Linked DNA regions of Mus musculus: region 2 is linked to region 1. A link is a contact called in public promoter capture Hi-C data. All regions are on one chromosome and are shown on one strand. The core of a region is the stretch at or near the end of the contact, and the rest is flanking DNA. Distances in the headings are between cores, read along the strand shown.

Region 1 (4,989 bases), core at 1,858-4,357:
AAGACACAAATGGATTTTGTTCGCCTTGACTGATGATACAGCTGCCCTCCCGGGAGTCTGTAGGCCGCTTTCCCCAGGAGCCCTCCCCTCCTCACTAGCTCTAGCTCGGGGGAGAAGGTGCAGTCACAGATGCCTGTATGGAGGGAGCTCCTTTGCGTGCCCGCAGCCAGGAGAGCACTGCACTCCTTTCTAGTTGCTACTGGACACTTCTGCACCCCTCTATAAAAGACTGCCACCATGCCAAACAAGAGCTTGGGAAGGAACCTTACAGGAAGCAGGGCAGGGGTACAGGGATGAAGTCCTCTACAGTGTGGATCCGTTTGCTTCTCATACAGACTGAAGGCAGCCTTCGCCAGCAGCCCATTTTTCTGACAAGCAACCAAAGACTTGCTTGGCTTAGTCACAGCCATACCACTCCAGAGCTAGCCTCTAGCTACAAATAACACCTGAGGTCAGCTCTGGTGCAAGAAGAAAACACACCTGACCCCGTGCTTAATAAACAAGGAAACCTCACTGGGTCTTTATCTTGTCATCAGGATGGAAAGGCTTTGTGGCTAAGCTTATATTCCAAGAGACAGGTTCGTTTACATGAGCCTAGAATATAACTTTGAGTATATGTATATTCCTTTGAACACTTACATTTAGGCAAATCTCCTTTGCTCCTGATATTCCTATAGCACAACACTGGCAGCGAGTGAGTTTCGCTGTAGATTTCAAATAACACTTCTATGGCATCCGTGTCACCTCTCAGTTCCTCTTAACCTTGAAGCATCTTGACCACATACTATGAAACCGTAGTACTAGCTGCAGATGCGCCAGACAATGACAGAGAGAGCACACTCGGTCCCTGGGGGATCCGTTTGTAATCACCCCTTCAGCATGCAAACATATCCCCCTCCCCCAGCCGATGCTGTTTTGGGGGAAAGCAAGCAGGAAGCTGGAGGCAGCTGAATCTGCCACTCCCCAGGTAGTGTCTCAGCTCCCCTGTCACTGGGAACCTCTTTTCATTACTACTGCAAAAATCTTGCCCTGAAAAATGAAAGCTATGAAGGACCAAAATGAAAGCTATGAAGGACCGGAGGGAAGAAGAAGCCAACAAGGAAGCTGGAAACTCATGCTTAAGGTCAACCGCCTTTCTCATCTGCTTTTCTAGTACTTTGTGTCAATTTGAAGGGTAAGACCTAGACACCCCCCCCCCCAACGAAAGAGAGGAAACACACAGCAGAAGCAGCAGGACTGCTACATCAAACTGTCTAGCCCTATATCCCCATGATTCCAAAGTGGAGTTGGAGGCTCCTGAATCCATTCATGAGCATGGCTCCTGTGCTGACATGCTCACTGAGGACAGCCATCTACTGAAGCCTCTCTGAGAGAAGTGGCTATTACCGCAACCATTTTAAATGCATTGACCAGCATCCTGCAAACCCATCCAGGATTGGCAAAAGCAGCATTAGAAAGAGGCAGAAATTGGGCAAAAGAAAGTGGTGCCTGGTAACGGCAGCCTTCCTTCACTCCCGGCTGTGGCCTGTCCCATATGACTTAGCCTGTGTTCATGAAAGTTATCTCCGTCACACAGACACATCGCTCTGCAGCAAACGCAGAGCATGTAAACAACCTTGTGGCTGCTTCAAAACCTAGTGCCCTGGGGTAAGCCATTCCTTTCTGTGGCCAAATTGCAATGCCCTTGAAAGTTATCTGCAGAAGAGAGTCAAAGCAGCACCTAGGTCCTTCTATTTAAATGTCGGAAGGAAAAGGATATGTATTTTTTTCCTTGAAATATCCATAACCTGATTTACTTGGAGGTTTTTCAAATAAAGCACTCTTATTCTCTGAAGCACAAACACATAAATTCTGATAACTGTATCATCAAGCTCCTTTCCAATGACAGCTTTTTTTTTTCTTTCTGAAAATGCTCTGACATTTCTAGGGGACACAGTATCTCAGCACTGAATACCTGGGAACCTTGCCATAGAAAAATGCTGCCTGCTGTGACTGAGAGATCACTTTCTTAAAGGGACCTTCACCTGGGTGGCTGCGGTGCCGCCGGTGTTTGCTCCTTTCCCTGGTCTGTTCCCTGTCCTGTGTTCCTGTCTGCAGCCCAAATTTAGCTCAGGGTCTTTCTACAAGAGGAACATAGTTTCTAATATTTTGGTAAATACCTCTAAACTGCAAGAATGTATTCTAGAATATTTAAAGTTAAACCGGTCTGGAAATAAACATTTATGTTTACTAATAACATTTTTGAATGTTTTATGAGACCCATAGCATTTCTCAGTTAAAGTGAGATCCAGACTCCTCTCTCTCTCTCTCTCTCTCCTCTCTCTCTCTCTCTCTCTCTCTTTCTCTCTCTTTCCTCTCCCCCCTTACCCCCCTCGTGTGTGTTTCTCTTACTCTGCCAAGTCATAACAATAATGGTCTGTCCCACCTTCTAGAATTCTTCACTCCAAACAGAAAGATTTTAGCCTCCATCTGAGAAGAGATGCTTTGCCCAGAGAGAAACACCAGTTTTCTGCCTCACAGATAGTACACTTGATTAAACCGGCTCTCCAACACCATCACTTCCTACTTTCTCATGCTCTCTCCCATTCCACCAGGAACGATGACAGATATCATCCACCCTCCCAAACCAGGTTAGAACCCAGAATGAGCAAGGAGCCACCTACCATTCCGTGCCTGAGAACTAGGATCCTGGTCCGGCTGTTTGCCCCAGAAATCCTCCCTACTGGGTAGTCATTAGCCACATTCCAAACCGGAGTAAGGAGCAGAGTCTTTGGAGGTGTAGCGATTGTTTAAAAATAATAACAGACAGGTGATTTCCAAGAAGACCCAATCTTTAGCTCACTCAAGCCCCTAGTAATTGAGGAGTGAGGAGGAAAAAGGAAATTTGTAAAAATGAAAATAGAAAAAAAAAAGGGTAAGCATATAAGAAGCACCACCCACCCCCCATAAAAATAAACTGAGACGACGAGGAGGCTTAAGAGAAGAGAGAGCGGCTTGCTGAATCACCCTCTCACTGCCTGGAAACCATTGTGCAGCGGGAGGCTGCCTGTACCATTGTGGAACCTACCAGAGGAGACGGACAGAGGGCTTGGGGAATGGGGTTGCTATGGCAACTGAAAGGAGCACACATGACGTCAAAGCCCAGAGAGGTCTAGGGAGGGGTAGGAGGAGGAAAGAGAAAAAGGAAAAAGTCTATCTGTGGCTACAGCTACCTCGTTTTCTGGCAAAATGAGAAGCAGGCTTCGGAACTTGGCAACCAAAATATGCGAATTCAGCGTGCGGGGGGGGGGGGGTGGTGGGGGTGGTAGGGGGGGTGGAATTCTGCACGAAGCCAAAGAGCATCCTCCCTGCTGCTCCAGCTCTGCACAGCACCAAGGGCAGATCAAACAGCCATTGGGAAGCCAGTCACCCCGGATTTTCAACTACCTCAGCTTTTTACAAACAGCGAAGGAAGGCAGAGGTGTACCATCTCTCTGAATGTGAAAACAAACAAGAGATGAATTCAACCTCAGAAGAGATGCAAGATTGGACCTGCGTCTGGACCATAGAGGTCATTTGTCCAACCCCATTTCTTCTTAGTCTCCCTATTTTTGTACAAACCCTGCATAAATATCCGCTAAAGCAAACTGGCTAGACCGGTATTTATAGTGCAGTTTAAGGTAGAAAGAAACTACTGACAATTTGAGTTAATAAATTAAGGGTACTGTGGTATTCTTTTTCTGGTTTCAGAAAATTCCATGGGAAACTAATACAAATTGAATTTACTACATATCTAATTTTTAAGCAAATTTTCTGACTTTGCTATATGAAATTTTAAATCATGTATATATGTGTGTGTGTGTGTGTGTGTGTGTATAGATATAGATGATATAGATATGGATGATATAGATATAGATGGAATGATCCCTAGAGTACTTTCACTATTAAAATGTTTACCAAAACAATTTTCACCTTATTTCACATATAGCATCATTTCAATACATATTTTGAAAGTAATCCTAGTCTTTGGACTTTTCAAGCTACACAATTAGATTCAATGCTGGTTTTTCTCAAACATCTTTTAGATGGGTTTCCATCTATTGAACCAAAGTGATGCTAAAATTCATGTTTTCACACCGTGCTCTGGAACTGGCCCACTGACTTGAGCGAGGAGCCCCTGTCCCTCTGCCGTAGGGTTATGAGTAAGGTTAAACAGGTGTAAAGCCAGCAGAGATGGCGGACCCTGCGATGCATCATGAGATCCTGAGGGACCACATCGAGTTTTCAGTCCCCGAGATGTTTTACCCGAGAAGAAAGCCCAGAAAGGAAAAGTTGTGTGAGCTCTCGCTCTACAACTCCCAACATGTTGTTGGTTGTTTCTGTGTTCTGAATTCAAGTCCCATGAGAACCAGTAGCTGACTGCTAATTTTTACTCTCCACTTGGGTCTACTTATACATTATGACTGCCTGGTATAAACTATGGATGAACAGCCAAGCAACTTCACAGTAGACAGCTTCTAAATTATTGGTCTAAATGTCCTTCCTTTCCTCTGCTTCTCTCTCTCCACCTTTTCTGTGCTAGGAACCAGAGGTCAAGGCCTACATATGCTAAGCCAGCCCTGTGCCACCATGCAGCATCCCCAATGTGTTTCCATGGCAAAGTCAATCCCAATAATGACATTGACAAGGAAACACTGGACTTCGGCTCTTACCTTGCACTCTGAACAAATACTAAAGCAAGAGAAGTTATATGCCACAACATGAGAGTTAAAAAAAAAATCTGTAAAGCTTGTAAAATAATGTCTGTCCTCTAAATGAAAAACAAAATTCTGATTTTGGAGTAAGATTTTTTTTTTTTTTTTTTTTTTTTTTTTTTTTTTTGGTTTTTCGAGACAAGGTTTCTCTGTATAGTCCTGGCTGTCCTGGAGCTCACTTTGTAGACCAGGCTGGCCTCGAACTCAGAAATCCGCCTGCCTCTGCCTCCCGAGCGCTGGGATTAAAGGCATGCGC
Region 2 (4,700 bases), core at 149-2,648, 700 kb after region 1:
CAACAGGGAGGTTGGGTTTCTGTAGGAATGGGGAAATTATACACTCTGGTTAGCTTTCGCTGTGACTTCAAATTAGGATTTGGAATTTATTAAGGAATGTGTAACGTTACAAATTAATAGCACTAACAGTTATCAAATGCTAAAAGAATAGTTTTAAACGTAAAAATTCAGACTGGAGATGTACTCAGTGGTAAGTAGTGTGTTCTCCCGGCATGCTCAAGGTTGGGGGGTGGGAGGTAGAGTGGAGGGGGAGGGGTAGAATAGGAGAGGAGGGGTAGAAAAATATAAGAATGAATATAAATCCAAGCGCATACAGCTGAATACAGCATCTTGTGACTTCTTTTTATACTTGTGTTCCAACTATTTGGTATTTTCAAGGCAACATGACTAAAGTTTTAAGTAGGTCAGTTGGTTTGACTGACAAACCAAAAAATAGGTGCCAGGAGAAAGCAGGCAGAGAAGCAAAGGCTAATGATAAAGCTACCTGCACGCAGTTCACAAGCTCTGGTAGCACTAGCAGAGGGTCTCTGCTCAACTAAACGTACCCCACCCGCCCCTTAGCACGGCCAGGGCTCACGGAAGATGGGGAAACAAGACTGAAAACAATTAACGAGGGGGGGGGGGGCGGGGAGAGAGAGAGAACAGCATTAAATAGAAAAAAGAAAAAAAGAAAAAAAACCCACGTGTACCTGGCAGGTTAATTACTGTGGCAACCCAGGTTCTAAGTAAGACCTATTGCCCAAAGTATCTGCCTACGCTAATACCTTAAGGTAAGAAGCAAAATATAAAGGTAGGCAATTAAAGCAGGTTGGCAAGAATATTCAAAACTGCGAGGATTTCCACGAAATGCATGATAATAAATACTGCCTGCAGGAAAAGGAAGGTAACAAGCTCCCCAAACCGTAACATCAGGGCCGTGCAAGCCCGGGAGACGGTTGGGAACCCCAAACTGTGTCCACAAATCGGGGACCCTCCCTGGAGCAAGCCACGAGCTCAGCCTGGAGCAGCGCCACCCGGCCGGGTACGGATTTTGCAGGAGCCCCGCGAACCCCGGGAGGGGGACACCCCTGAAGTCGCCCAACCCGGACCCCGAGCACCTGCGCCGCCGCTCAGGACAGCGCGGCCCGCGAGGCCCGCCCGGATCCCTTCGGTTCCCCGAGGGAAGGCGCCGGCGCCGCCCGGCAGCTCCTCACCGACGCGAGCGCGGGTGACCGCTCCAGGCTGAGACCCGCGCGCGGGATAACGCAGCGGTTACCTCTGTCCGCGGCCGCCGCGCAGGCCGAGCCGCCACACCCGCTCCGCGCCGGCGCCGCGCCAGCCCCGCTTGGACACCCCGGGGACGCGCTCACCGGCCCGACCGCTCGCTCGTGCCCGGCTCGGCCGAGCGCTCTTGAGAGCCGCGGGGGCGGGGCGGGGCGGGGCGGGGTGGTGAGGCACGAGCGTGCTGCGCGCCGCACTCTGGGAAATGTAGTTCTCTGTTGCCTCTTTGAAGAGCGCGCCTGCGTTTCCCTTCCATCCCTCCCAGTATTCATCCCCTGCGTGGGGAATATCCCAGATTTTATAGCTATTCCTATCAGTTTTATCTCATGCTCTGCAAAATGTATACAAAACAGCTTGTGTCTGCAAAGCAAGGAAGTAATTGAACTAAATACCGAGTGTTAAACACAATTGCTAGTATAAACTGGTGAGATAAGGCAAACTCTCAGTAAAGTTGCTGGAAATGTAGGGAAAAAGAGCAAGGGCATATATTAGGATAGTTCCCTGAACTCTTTTTTTCCAGGGCATTCTGAAGCTTCCAGAATCTTCAAAGCATATTCGAAATGTAGCCATAGACCAGGTGGCTTGGTGCAGGAAGATAAGGTCAGCTGTTCCTGTGGCTGAGATATAAAGATACAAATTGGATCCAGCCTAGGCAAACCACAGAGACTCCAGCTGGGCCTGAAGGAGACAGGTGTCATCACCTGCTCACTTGCACTGGTTTGCTTGTGCCAGCTAGACCCCAAAGGTCCCAGAACCTGCTCAAACATCACCCACGGGTGGGAACCGTTGCCTTAGGGCCACTTCTGCAGGGCTCCTCGAAAATGAGGATCCGAAGTCCCCTGAAACAGAGAGCTCAAATCCATCCTTCTTCCTCAAGTGGTTTTGGTCACGTATTTCGGTACAGTGAGAATAAATTGCTACAACTCTGGACCTAGAGAGGAATTTCTGTTGGCATAGCGGGTTCAGGCAAAAATAATAATAATAATAATAATAATAATAATAATAATAATAATAATAAATCTTAAAGTTAAATATTCATAGCAAATGGGGAAAAAACGAGGGAGCGGGGCAGCCAGGACAAGGACCTGTCCTTAGAGGGATACATCCATAACAACAATTTCACCTAATTATTTTACATATCTATAAAGTGAAGATAAACTAAAAAGAAACGAAGCATGTGGTTTTCTAAATCTAGAGATTTTTCTTAGCTTCATTTGAGAATACACAAGCTGGTTCATAAACAGAGGATATTAGACTCCCCTACCCTGATCTCTATGAATTAAAACCAGAAAGGATGTGATGACACCTCCTGAGTAATTATCTGATTGCACTGGGTGGGAATAAACGGTAATGTTAAATCCCAGTCGGCATTTGCATTTTATATTTTAAGTCTCCCCCTCTAATCCTGGATTAAAAGGCTTTAAACCTCCACCAACATTTCAGATGCTGTCTGCAAATGGATTCGGAAAACTTAATCAAGAAGACAATTTCATCTTCATCTGTAAAGGAGATGAAGCTTGCAGGCAGCAGCAGGAAAGTCTGGACAGAGTTGCGGAACGTCTCAGCGTGAAAATGAACCATCAAGACAATCACCTCCCTGCTGCAGCACCTCACTGGCTTGTATCCCTGTCTGCCCACTCATGGACTCTGACCATCCCCTTCCTCTATGCCAGTCTTACTTGTTTAAACTTCTCTGAACCAGGAGTTGTGGAATCCCAGCATTCAGGAGGCAGAGCAAGCGTTCCAGACCAGCCTGGGCTACATAATGATAACCTCGGGCTAACCTGGGCTACAGCAATGAAAGCCTGTCTAAAAAAACCAAAACAGAAAAAAACGGAAACAAAAAGCAATTACCTCCTGTGCTCTACCTCCAAGACACATTGGTGTCTTCCTTTCCTGGCCTTGGCTCCGTGGCTCATTTTATGCTAATAAATTAATGATAGTTTTCTGTCCGGTACCCATGTAATCAATCTGACAAAGTTATCTTTAAATCAGACTAGAGAGATGGATCAGTGTTTCAGAGCACTGGATGCTCTTCCAGAGGACCCAGGTTCTGTCCCCAGCACCCTACTGGTTGACTTTGGCCAGCCCTGGCAAGGTGAGCAGGGCTCTGGCAGGCTTTGCCCCTGTCTCCCATTTCTTCTGCCTTGCTAAAACCAGTAGATTGCATTCCTGACACCAGCCATCGAGGTCTGTCGCCTTATTTGACCACTTCCCCTCTTGAGGCTGACGACCAAAGTCCAACTATTGAAATGATGATGTCCAGCAACCAAAAGTCCCTTTTGGCTCACCTGCCCAATCAAAACAAACCAACTCATCATAACACGGGGCTTCTCTCTCTTACCCTTACAAAACACCATTTTCCTATAGGTCACATCTGTCCCCACTCTATGCAGAGACAGTCTTTTGTCCCTGCTTTAGGACAAACATTCTCCCTCCCCCCCTCGTTCCCTTCCCCTTCTCCCCTGTACTCTTCTCCCTCACCCTCCCTCTCCTGTTGTTGTCTCTTATCTCCTGCCCTCCATCCCTCTGGGGTAAGTAAATCTTGGTGTTGGCTGAGAACTCGGTCTTGGGGTGTCCTGGGCCATTGCCCATCCTTTCAGTGGTGGCTAACAACAAGCAGTAACTCCAGTTCTCAAGGATCCAAGACCCTCTACTGGGCCTCTGTATTTATGTGGTGCACAGAGGTATATGCAGATAAAACACTCATATACATAAAATAAGATATACACAAATCTCAAAATAAATGAACAACCCTCTGCTCATCTTCACTCATCTCTGAAATGTTTGAAGTTCCTTCATTTCTGATTGGACTTTATCATTTCTGCTTCTTTTGACATGTTGCCTGTGGAATCCTAACCACCATCCGCTATTACTTAGACTTTTTAATCAGGAAGGCTCACCCACTCCTTGTCGCCTCCCCCCCCCCCCACAGTGAGACCCTCTTTTTATCCTTACAGTAACACGAATCCTCAAGCATTTTAATTAATTTTTACTTATCTGCAAGTTTCTTAGACAGAAAAGAGAAACATAGTACTTGATACATACTATGTTCTTAATAAATGATGCCTGCATACACATCAGCTTTGAGTAATTAATTGTTTTGCATACATGTCCAGTCAAGGGCCAGGTAGTAAGTAACTTTATTAAATAAACCTTGTCCCAGCTCTCCAGCTCTGCTTCGTAAATGACAGTAGCTAGTTCTCACTGCGGCTCCAGATACTTGTGTAAGAGACAATGTGATAAAGGTCCGAGTGAACGGTGAAGGGCACACCTCTGGACGAGGTGGCACTGTTAGAAGACATGCTCACCAAGAGGTTAGTGGGTGAGACTAAAACAGGAAGCATCTTTGAGATGGCCACTGGCACTTCAGCTGTGCTCCTTGGAAATCCCCAGTGTTGACAGGATTTTTAACTTGTTACTAATCTGTCGTGGTGGTG

Evidence for each region. Promoter capture Hi-C pulls out the DNA fragments that hold promoters and counts their contacts.
Region 2: a contact with region 1 is called in a promoter capture Hi-C map of hippocampal neurons, with 3 times the contacts expected there. The contact joins the promoter of Klhl8 here to the promoter of Mapk10 in region 1. A contact is called at or near these places in 4 of 39 promoter capture datasets (cranial neural crest, frontonasal cranial neural crest, hippocampal neurons and 1 more) and 1 of 115 datasets of contacts at active chromatin or transcription factors (astrocytes).

What each region holds. Positions count from the first base shown.
Region 1 is chr5:103,208,227-103,213,215 of GRCm38.p6, forward strand. It overlaps Mapk10 (mitogen-activated protein kinase 10), which reads right to left and starts at 3,108. Exons shown (of 14, transcript NM_001081567.2): 1 at 2,664-3,108.
Region 2 is chr5:103,909,861-103,914,560 of GRCm38.p6, forward strand. It overlaps Klhl8 (kelch-like 8), which reads right to left and starts at 1,399. Exons shown (of 10, transcript NM_178741.4): 1 at 1,256-1,399.